2 separate regions of the Mus musculus genome follow, and region 2 is linked to region 1. The links are chromatin contacts, called in public Hi-C maps. All regions are on one chromosome and are shown on one strand. Each heading gives the region's core, a stretch centred on a gene start, on an enhancer-like site or on the middle of the called end of the contact. The rest is flanking DNA. Distances are from core to core; before and after follow the strand shown.

What was found. A called contact is a pair of places that touch in the nucleus more often than the background predicts.
Region 2: a contact with region 1 is called in a Hi-C map of bone marrow-derived macrophages, with 2.4 times the contacts expected there. The contact joins two enhancer-like sites. A contact is called at or near these places in 4 of 39 promoter capture datasets (cranial neural crest, frontonasal cranial neural crest, second pharyngeal arch cranial neural crest and 1 more), 1 of 15 datasets of contacts at CTCF or cohesin (the NIH/3T3 cell line), 12 of 484 Hi-C or Micro-C datasets (the C2C12 cell line, CD8 T cells, the CH12 cell line and 8 more) and 1 of 115 datasets of contacts at active chromatin or transcription factors (embryonic stem cells).

Annotation. Positions count from the first base shown.
Region 1 is chr2:117,143,109-117,148,841 of GRCm38.p6, forward strand. The region is part of intron 1 of Spred1 (sprouty protein with EVH-1 domain 1, related sequence); the gene reads left to right. Among named protein-coding and RNA genes, the nearest start is that of Spred1, 25 kb to the left of the region's middle. Within about 2 kb of position 3,108, at least 8 of the 459 cell types and tissues checked have an H3K27ac peak or open chromatin away from gene starts, as enhancers often do. A contact at or near this core is called in bone marrow-derived macrophages, where this site is marked.
Region 2 is chr2:117,177,064-117,182,796 of GRCm38.p6, forward strand. It overlaps Spred1 (sprouty protein with EVH-1 domain 1, related sequence), which reads left to right. Exons shown (of 7, transcript NM_033524.3): 7 at 239-5,216. The coding sequence ends at 886. Among named protein-coding and RNA genes, the nearest start is that of Mir674, 5.2 kb to the right of the region's middle. Within about 2 kb of position 3,623, at least 13 of the 459 cell types and tissues checked have an H3K27ac peak or open chromatin away from gene starts, as enhancers often do. A contact at or near this core is called in bone marrow-derived macrophages, where this site is marked.

The DNA.
Region 1 (5,733 bases), core at 1,858-4,357:
ACAAACGTACATGTCATATGATTGGCTTGGTCACTCAGGCTGTCTGTCACCTTTGGACATTATTAGCACAAGTGTCACTCATCTTTCTGTTGCTGCTTGGCTTTGTTGTTTTGGGCCTGTGGTGAGAGGGGCATGTCATGAAACAAAGCTGCTCACTTCTTGGGAGGAGGAGTGTAGGATATGAGAGGGTTTCCACCATTTCCCAGTAGCACCCCAGCCTGGTGACCACGTCCTGTAGTACATGGCCTTTAGTAGACAGCGGTGATCCAAGCCATAATACCATGCCGAAAGCTTATTCTGGGTTAATAGCTTCTCTGTACCTTCTGATCTCAGTCCTTACAGGTTTGTAGTCTTGGAGATCATCTGATTCCTGTAGGTTTTGCCTCACCCTTTGTCTCTTAATGCTTATTCTCCATGAGTTTTGTTAAAAAGAATAGATCTAGAATTCTACTTTCTATAAAGACACTGCTGTATTCCCAGGTTTCAAAATTAAAATAGTATCAGAATTCACAAAGCATCTTCTTAGCTGCCTTTCTATCTTTGCTTTCTTCTGGTTATTCCAAGCTTTCTTGATTCCATTTTTTAGTGTATTTATTCTTAGATTTTCATCATATTCTTCAGCATAGAAGCCTAGAATAATTTTATTTTTTAATATATAAGGCCATCTACCAGTAAATTCCCAGGTTGAACGTAATTTTCTTGTTGTTTATACTCTTCCAGCTCATGCTTGGATAGTATATATGTATTTTAAATCTTGCACCATATTTGTAATTAAGTCTCTGCCCATGTTATTGCAGTGTCCATTTATAGTCTTAGTCTGTCAGTGCGTCTTGACTCTTACCTGTTGAGACCTCCTAACTTCTCCTCAAGGTTTCATCCCATCTTCACTCTTAGGTCTTCTCATTCATTATGTGAAGGTGTGTTTGGTTCAGGATTAGCAAATAAACTAAGACAGACAAGATAATTATACTGTGGAACTCAGTTCCAAGATTTTTGAATACTTCAAAAATGAGAAACTTAGTTGGTACTCTAAGGATTTCATGAACCTTATGAGGTGGAGGTCAGTAAAGGACTCTTAGAGCCAAGTTTAAAATGAAGCTCAGTTTATTTTAAAGATAAGAAGCCCCTTTGCTTTTAAGCCTTTTTGCTACACTTACGACTACCTTGTTCTCTGCTTTTAGACCCAGGATACATATTTGCTATTATTTCAGAGTCTTCTATCACAATCTCCTTTTCCTCCTCTTATTTTTACCTCTACCAGGGACTTATTTTTTTGAAACTAGGTTACATTTAGATTGTGCTGTGACTTGGCTAGGTGGTCAGAGGTGACCTTGAATTTCTGATCCTCAAGTACTGGCATTATAGGTGTGTGTTACACATGCACATAGCCAGCCTTCATTGATTGTGAAGAATATCTTCTTAGTTAAAAGTAACAATGATTAATAAGTCACCATGAGGAAAATAGGCTGGCAAGATGGTTCAGTCAGTACAGACAGTTGTTGCTGTACCTGGGGACATCATTTGATCCCTGAACCTACATGTAGAAGAAAGAAGTGACTCCAGCAGGGTGTCCTGACCTCCAGGCATGTATGTGGTACAGGAACTCCCATACATATGTACACACAAAATAAATGAATACATCTTAACGAATATTAAAATAAAATCTATGATAAATGACTATTTTCTACTTATGTTTATTTATGTATCATGCAAGGATAGGATATCATTAAAATTGATACTATATATAATCAGGCAGTGTCCATATTCTGAAAACTGATATTAATAAAATGAACTACAGTGAGGAAGTACTTTTCAAGTATTTGTAAGGAAGTACCTGTTTATTTGGTGGCTTTTTTGTTCTAGATAGCAGTAAACAGTTAAGCAAATCAATTCCTTGTGGAAAATGACTTTGAGTGGATTTTAGTTCTGGGTGTCTGGATATTCAGCTGTGTTATTAGGTGATATTTTGTCTGTTGATGAACAGCATGGGGCTGGGAGGACTGGATGACTTATGCTTGGTGGAAAGCCAGAGTTGTTTTCTTCCCTTGTTATGACTTGAAGAAGCTGTCTGTAGGAGTATAAAAGATATTTTGGGTCCTCTGTAGAACTCAGCTTTTACCTGCTTACGCATCTGCTTACATGGACTCATTTTATTAAACTAATTTAATAACTAAAAGTGCCATAAATAAATAAATAAATAAATAAATAGATAGATAAATAAATAAAGCAAGCAAGCAGCTGGCTTTTCTTTCCTTCCCTCCCTTTCTCTCTCTCTCTCTCCCTCTCTCTCTTTCTGTTCAGACTCCAGATCAGGTCGATGGTTTTTGATTATTTAGTTTAGCTGAAAACAGTCCATTAAAAGTGAATAAATAACATGAGGAGTTATAAAAATGTTAAGATGCAGATGTTAAATGCCTAAGAGTTCATAAATCAAGCCAAGATCTAAGATTCTATGTAAGTTTGTATATAAAAGAAATGAACATTCTACTAGAGGAAATAAAAAGGCAATATTGATTCACTTATTTATGAGTACATCAGTTTCTAAAAGTGTTAGAATGCCTTCTTTCTCTGTAATGTCCTTTCACATTTAAAGATTTTTTTTTTAATTTTAGTTTATGTGTGTCTCACCCATCTCTCCAGCCCCTCCCCTTACAGTTTAAAAGAAACTTCCAGTATTGTACCTATTAATTTACTTACATGTAATTACAGAGCAGCCATCAAAATTGACATAGGCTACTTGAACTTAGTAATGCAGACCAGGATAACCTTGATGATGATAGCTTTTTTCTCTCTCTCTTTCCTTGACTTGGAGTTTACTTGATCACTGCACCCATGTGATTCTAACAAAATTGATTCTGGGTACATTTTACTCAATCTGTTGGTGTTTATACTTGAAGTAACATACCATATTCAGTGCTGCCCTCTTTAGTTACATAGTTTGACTCTGTTTTTTATTGGACAGCACTGCTGTAGGACAGTGAAAATTAAATCGATTTATATTGCATTTAGGCGGAAAGGGTATTTAAACATTCAAAGATTCCACAGTCTTGCAGTTTCTATTTTCTGATTAGTGTAGTCTCTTAAGAGGAAGTTTGCAAACTGCCTTCTGTGGATGAAATGTTAGGATTATGTAACCATGTAAATACCACTAAAGAGTTCTGAATTCTGACTGAATTCTCATTTGGCTGTTTAAGTCACCTTGTAGGGCCCACACACCAAAGTCACTATGGAAGGTAAAGAAGTTTTAGCTACTTTTAATGTCTCCTTTATCTGTTTTTGTTACTCTTACCTTCACCTATTTAGGTATTTATTGAATACTTGGAGGTACCTCCAAGACTTTCATATGTTGACCGTGTTTAGAACACCCAGTCGGTGGATTTTAATACTCAGTGTGAGTTTACTCTTAACTTTTCCTCCTTGTTATTTGATGAGTCTGGGTCCCTGCCACTGACTCCATGTCTTTCCTGTATCCCCAATTTGATTGCATTACCCTTAAGGCTGGCCTCTTACAGCTTACTCCACCTACCTGCATTAAGTGCCAAGATGTTATGTGGACTCTCAGCATGCATATAGCTAAATATTGCCCCTACATGAATTTGGTAAAGTAAGTGCTTTTCATCTTTGTTAAATGAAGTCATGTGCACAGAACCTTGGAGGGGTTCACAGTAACTTCAGAAGGTCTAGAAGTTCAGCGTAGCAAGTTTTGCTGACTCTGCAAAAGCCACCCTCCAACGTTGAAAGTAAAAGGACTTCCCTTCTTAGGATGAGCCCCAAATTTCCTTGAATGGTGATCTGTTACTAAATGCTCTTGCTACTGCCCCATAGAGCCAGGAAGCATAGTAAAGTTGGATACTACTTTATCCTACGTATATATAAACCCACAATTGCCATTAAAGTCTGCTAACATAGATAATACAAGTAATGATGGCTGAGCAAAAAAAAAAATTTTTTTTTAACTAACAACACAGAAATGAGAATAGACTTGTACCTTCTTCCTAGCTGGCAAAAAGGAATTTCTCAGATAGATTAAGTTAGGAAGATGGAGCAGTGCCTACTTTTGCTTTAAGTATTATTATTATAATCACACTAGCCATTAACCATTAAATGTTCATTATCCGAGTCTTGGATTTACACCCTACTTGATGGAAACATTTACAAAATAATTTCCTCTCCTGCCTGTGTCTTCCTAGCTCCTCTCTCAGGAGGTGTCTTTACAGTTTTTTCACAACCCACAGGAGAACATCAGCCTTTCTTTAGGCACGACCTTGCTTGAGTTGCCTATTTAGTTTCCACAGAACAGCTACTGAGTCTCATGAGATATGCCCAACCTCTTTGGAAGGAGCACATGTTGGTTGTTCTAAAAAGGACTGTGGGAACGTCTGCAATATCAGCTTTTGTTGGAGCAAGTTAATGAAACATGGGGCATTATAAGTAGTAAAGTATCAGTTCTTTCAAGTTGGTAGAGGATACGTGCATTATGTAGGAAGTAGTAGGTTTGGACACCATGGAAGAAAGAGAGCAACTAGATTTGCTGAGTCAAAGAATGTTCATATTTTAAATTTTGATGGATATTTATAGACTACCTTAAAACCTATTTACTAGCTTATATTTCCATATTTTCTATCTTCTGAGCTAGTAAATGCATTGTTGGCATTTGATAATCTCTAATTTGCATCATTTTTATTATAACTAAGATTCTTTATTGTTTAAGAGGAGTACCTTTGTTTGTTTGTTTGCATGTATTATTTGTGGCAAAGAGAATAGATAATGTATTCAACACGTCTCCCGCCAAAGGCTCTTAACCCTAAACTCTGGAACTCATAAATATGCTAGCAACCTTGAAAGTTTGACTCCATTGCAATGGAGAGCTTGTCTTGGATTACCTCAGTGGGCCCAGTCTAATCCCATAGGTTTCTAAAAGCAGTGTTTTTCCAACTGTGGAACTATGATCAGAGAGAATAAATTTCAGAAAGATTCATACAAAAGTAACCCAAACCCAAGGGGCTGAGGAATGTTAATGGTGTCTAGGAGCTTTTTCTCTCCTAGCCTCTTGAAAGGAATGCAGCATTGCCAATACCTTTATTTTTGCTAAGTGAAACTGAACTTTCAAGTCATAGAGCTGTATAAATTTGTTTATAAACTACTCAGCTGGCAATTTTTGGATTGTGCCAGGCTTTTTACATGGGAGCTCACATGAGACTTACTTCCTCACGCTTACATGGCAAGTGCTCTGGACTCATCTGTCTCCCATGGCTCTCTTACGGTTTTTTTGAAGACAGGATCTCATTACGAGATTTGAGATTATGGAAATCACATGCCAGCTGTCGAAGTTTTAGGTATGTACTCTGGCATGTTGATGATATTGTCAATAAGAGCTTTGAATGTTCATTCAGCACCTATTCATCCTTCAGATTAAAAAACAAAATTCTGCTTCTTTCTCTTTGAGGATTTTCCAGATATCTGACTTGGTTAGATGTGTTTCCATTCTGTAAACAATTGGTGACAGACTTAGAAAATTGATTATTGATTCTTAGCTATGACTAATAATCTTTACTCAAGGTTTTGAATGGGCCTTGCTTCCACAAAACCATAGTAAATACAAAGCAAGACATTTCCAGAATATGCATAGTAACATTAGAAAGTTAATTTAATCAGATCATTATTAGCCACCTGTGTCTGAGTAGACTCAGTGCTAAGCATGTCATAGTATGTCTTTGTTTACTTCTTACAACA
Region 2 (5,733 bases), core at 2,373-4,872, 34 kb after region 1:
GAAAAACTGGAGCTTGTGTGCAAAGGCACCCTGCTGGCAGAACTTCCTCTTGCTCTACAGGGAGGTAGTCTTTGTTTCAGGTGTTGTCTGATTGGCTGTGGTCCAGCAGCCGAAGTGTTGATCTCAGTTAAAACTTGGTCACAGAGCTCCTTGAATGAATCCCTAGGTGGGGGTCATCCTACCACACTGACATAAAATCAACCACCATCGTCCTTACTGCAATTTTTATCTTGTCTAGGTCCCTTTGAAGTCAATCAGACATGTCAGCTTTCAAGATGAGGATGAGATTGTTAGAATAAATCCTCGAGATATCTTAATACGTCGATATGCAGACTACAGACATCCGGACATGTGGAAAAATGACTTGGAGAGAGATGATACTGACTCCAGTGTTCCATTTTCTAAACAAGACAGTAAAAAGTCAGACTATCTCTACCACTGTGGGGATGAGACTAAGTTAAGTTCTCTGAAAGACTCTGTGGTATTTAAGACACAGCCTCCCTCGTTAAAATTTAAGTCAAAACGAAGAAAAGAGGATGGGGAACGTTCTCGCTGCGTATACTGCCAGGAAAGGTTTAATCATGAAGAAAACGCCAGGGGGAAATGCCAGGACGCTCCAGATCCTGTTAAAAGATGCATATATCAAGTTAGCTGCATGCTCTGTGCTGAGAGCATGCTATATCATTGTATGTCAGACTCAGAGGGAGACTTTTCTGATCCTTGTTCGTGTGACACTAGCGATGACAAGTTCTGCCTAAGGTGGTTAGCCCTGGTAGCTCTGTCTTTCATTGTACCATGTATGTGCTGCTACGTCCCTTTGAGAATGTGCCATCGCTGTGGTGAGGCATGCGGGTGCTGTGGTGGGAAACATAAGGCTGCTGGGTGAAGCAGTCCAGGGCCGGCATGAGCTTAAACCTTCATCTCCAGGAATTAGCTAACTTGGATTTGTGGAAGCTGTTGGCAAGCAATATGGAATCTTGCCGGTATCATTGGGGCCATGCGTGGAGGAAGCAGAACTCATCAGTTCTTGTGATTTACAGATGCTAGCCGTGCCTGTTTCCCTGAGTGCATGGCATGTTCTGGGACAGATCACAGAGCATTTTCAGAAGGCAGTCATTTCTGGTTATTGATTACAAAAGGTCAACATAGAATAGGATCCAACTAAAAGGGATTAATTTTGGCATTTTCATATTTATGCACTAGGTGATGGGACTTTTTAAAGATTTGAATTCTTTAGGACATTAACTAAAAAGTGCACTAAGGGACAGTGATTTCAGTACAGAAAAGTTAGTACTTGGGAAATTAAGAGATAAGACAAGTGCAACTAAATCATTGGTTGTTTTTTGAAAGCAGTTTTATGTATAAATAACAAATGTTTATATTTAACTAAATGTAAGGTACGAACTATGACATATTAAACTTTTCTTGCCCTTCCTAGTTCTGAGGTAGATGTGCACATATCTGCCACCACATTCCATATGTGTTGAGTAGTTAACTCATCTAGTTAATAACGTTTGTGTCCATGTGAGAGATTCGGTGAGTTCATCCTCAGCTCTCTTGGGCTGCAGTTTATATTGAGTCATATCTGTACATTCTGGAGATCTAAAATCTTTAAAATACTCTAATAGCCTTGAGTGACCAACCTTTTTTTTTAAAGCACAGATGTAATTGTCTAATGTTCTGATGGAAATGTAACACTTATTTTTATATAAAGAGATTGAGTAAACAGAAGAAATTGAGGGTTCCTTTAGTTGTTTTGTTTCTGTGGTATTCAGCCAGCAAGTTGTTTTCTTTCAGAGTTTCCTCCTTCAGAGAACTTAACTGCATTTATAAACGTTTTACAAGGCAGAAGCATTAACTGGATAGTTAGTGTGAAACAGTTTCCGCTTGAGATCTCCATTTCTCACTCTGCTGAGCCAGAACTCGCACAGCTGTTTCACTGATTTTCTGTGCTTATTACTCACATAACAATGGTAATTAATACCTTTCAGTTGCATTTTATTATATTTCAGGAGCAAAGTTACTTTGCAGTAACACATATGCAGAATTCTCCCAGGAAAGTATTCAATCCACCATTGTGAATGGAAATCTTATACACCACATTCCTGTCGCAGAGCATTTGTATTATGGGATGTTTGATTTACAAAGTAGTGTGATATGCTCCAGCAAACAGGTTAAAAATACTTTGAGGTCAAATTGTCTTGGTTTTGTTTTTTTAAAGTGTTACTATTAAAACTCTTGTGAGGGATTGTTGCAAAATACTCCCTCAGGAAAGAAAGCAGTGTGCCTTTTTTGCCTTTTTTTTTTAATGGATTAAAGTTTCTGAAGTGATAAAAATGAAAATCACACTACCATTTGAAGTCCATTCTCCAGGTTTTCAGTGTCATTTCTGTGCAGTCAGTTTTATGTGTCACACTTCGGCTTGTGTTGGCTTTCTTCTTTTGCCCCAGATTAAACTGAACAATGTATATATATATAACACTATCTGTCTGTAAAATACTTTTTTTAAGAAAGCATTTATATTTATATGACAGCTTGAACTGACAACATTATGTATATAGATCATCTTGAAGTATTATTTCACATTGAAAAGAAGAAAAATATATTGATAACTATAGATGTTATGAAGAAGAGGCTATTTCTAGTTTTGTACTAAAAATCAATTGGATGAACTAAATCCAAAACCAGACACTGTCGCAGCAATTTTCAGTCTTATTTTTACTGTTTCTACATTGGAGGCTGCTGCACAGATAGATGATCTTCGTCCTTGCTGTTTTCAGAGGAGCTTGGTTTCCTAGAGCAGACTGTTACCTTTCAGGATTCCTTTTTCTTGCTGAAGTAGAGTCCTGGTTTTCCTTATGAGTGATTATCCATATTTGTAAGTTCTGGGTTTGTAATTCAGGTTGGAGCAAGGTGTGAATAACTAAAGAAAATAACTTGCTGGCAATATAGGAAATGCCATGGAAATAAACTGTGTATATACTTCTGAGAAGAACAAAATTAATCATTTTTTTTTTCTGTTAAGCACTAGTCACTATAGTGCATCTCCTGGTTCTGTACTGTATTTTATACGCAACGTACATGCTTTAATATTTTAATGTTTGTGCATTAATATTTTCAGTTTGTTTAACCACTTTGCTGCTAAGATTTTGCCATCCCGTTCCCATTTTTTCCTTTACAATTTTAAACATTTCTCTTCATTAAAAACTATGATAATGAAATTGTTTTTTTTTTAACCTTGGATTTTTGTAATTAGCACACATGAATTCAAGCCAGTCCAGAAAAGAAACTGATGATATAATGTTAATGAGTCTCTTTGTGAATTAGATGGACAGTTTAATCCAATTCCCAACATGTACGTGTAGGTGGATTCAAGAATGATTTCTTGTTCACTGTACAGATTGGGCGCTGCCATTGGGCATTTTCTTTAAAACTTCTCTTTTGTCTAGAATGTAAGCAGATAGCTCAACAAAACTGGTGAAGTAAAAGTAAATATTGAAAATGAAATCATCTGAATAGCGTGACCCAAAAATTCTCCAGCTGGGGGGCCTGTTTGCTCCTGATCTGTAGTTCTCAGAGGATGCTTGCAGCCTGTGGGGAAGCCTTAGATTTCCTGAGCAGTGCTTGCGGAGCTGCAGTGCCACCTGCTGGATGGCTTTAGACCAGCGCTGAAAGATGGAAATGGTGTCTCCAGTAAAGGAGGGCTGTGGGCTGTTCAGGGTGGCCAGTGCCCACCAGAGAAATCGGGGGTGAGGAAAAGCGCTAAGGAGTGTAAGTAAGTCTTTCCCCAAATGCATATGGTTGCTGGAAGAATTGAAGCACTTTTTCCTTACACATCCTGTTTTAAAATATTTATTGAAACTTGGAACTGGCAATCAAACTTATGTATGTACTGAAGCATTTATACAACCAGTTTCTTCAACTCAGAAGCCATTACCAAAATGGTATTCCTATTTTCTTCCCAGTACCAGTCAGGGAGAATTAAAAAAAAAATAAACATAATTACCTGTATTTTATCATGACAACTCCAGAGAGTGTGTATGTTTCTGAGTAGATGTTGATGAGGCAGGACTTAAAATTTAAAGAGAAAAACTTGAAACTACCTATTTTCATTGGTTATTCAGCAGTGCCTAAAATGAGCTTCTGAACTATTACAAATGCACTTTGGATTCATGTGTACAGTGCCATCTGGTTCTCTGGGTCAAACTTGCTTCTCCTCTCCCTCTTTCTTCTCCCGTAACTAAGTGGCACACAGGCATTTCTTAGTGTTCGTGTCGGTCTTCAAAGTGCAGAGAACGTGGTGGAGAGAATTTTATGGATCTTTTTTTTCTGTTAAAATTGAATGTCTGATTATATTTGCAACATGTAACTTGGATTAATGTGTTTTAAAGTAATTTTAATTGTAGTCCAGCAGCACATTGAGCAAGTGTAGCTTTTCTGAAAAGTAACTTGGAGAACTTCAGTTAACCGATAAAACCAACTCATCACTAAATGTCGCTGCTCTTCCTCTTGATTTGATCTAGATCCCACTTCTGCGTCTTACAGGGAACACCAAAAAGTTGCTAGTAAATGATAGTAGAGAAATAGAGGGAGTCAAACAGAAAATATTAAAAATATGCGCACACAGACAAACAGAGGTGATTTATACAAACCAGAATGAAGGTGGGGAGGGAAGGAAAATTACAGGGGGCTTTAAAAGGTACCAGTTACCTAGCAGCTGGGCAATTAGAAACCTTTCAGTTGCTTTGGTACACTGTCATCCATTGTTCCCAAAAGCTAAATTTGCAAAAGCAATTAGTTTTATTTCATTTTTTCAAGAATTTCCTAGTCGAAAGCCTTTGTATTAAAGATGCACAGGTTTTTGTGTGAACAGGTTTTTTTGTGAACAAGTATGTTGTACATTTTTGCTGTTATCTTGACCTCAGAAGTGCCTCACTTGTATATTACCCACCCCACCCCCACCCCCACTAGGAGCCTGCCTGCATCTTTCTAATAAGCAATGGAAGCCCGCTTAACTCCTGTCCTAATGCATCTTCTCACATAGAGCTGACTGGCTGAGAGTTGTGAGTATATCATGTAAATACGCACATAGGAGTTTGTAACTGCTTTTGTTCTGTCATATCATGTAATTGGACGTATCAGATGGTAGACTCTTTGTTTCAGTGATTTCTCCTCCCCTGGAATTACCTGATTAAACCAAATTGTGAAATTTAAAAGGGCTTTTCTCACTTCTTCAGAACATATAGCTGTGTAAGATCCTAATCACTGGAGAAGAAAGCAGGGGAATTGGACACTTTCATCTGAATGTGGTTTCATTCTTATGAGCTGTATCCTCTAACTGAAGGTTTACCTACAGTTCGACTTCATCACCTCACCCTTGATTCCAGATAATTAATTGTTAGTTGTTAGTTTACACAGTTCCTAGTTTGTATCCATGCTGCAGCTGCAACAATTAGCCACCTTAAGGGTGTGTGGCAAATGTTTAACAAACTGAAACTTTGTGTGCAAGTGTGTATGCACTAGGCACTAGCCTTTGTAATACAGGGAGCATTAGGGCAGAATCGATTGTGATAACATCTTGATACCCCAACAATGCTTTTATTAGATTATTGTGTTACAGTTGTAGTTACTTGAAGAATGAACTGTACCCCAGTCATGTACCATGGCACATAGTTGTGATTATTTATAGGCTTTCAGAAAGTTACTTATGCTGTTCACATCAAGTCGGTACCA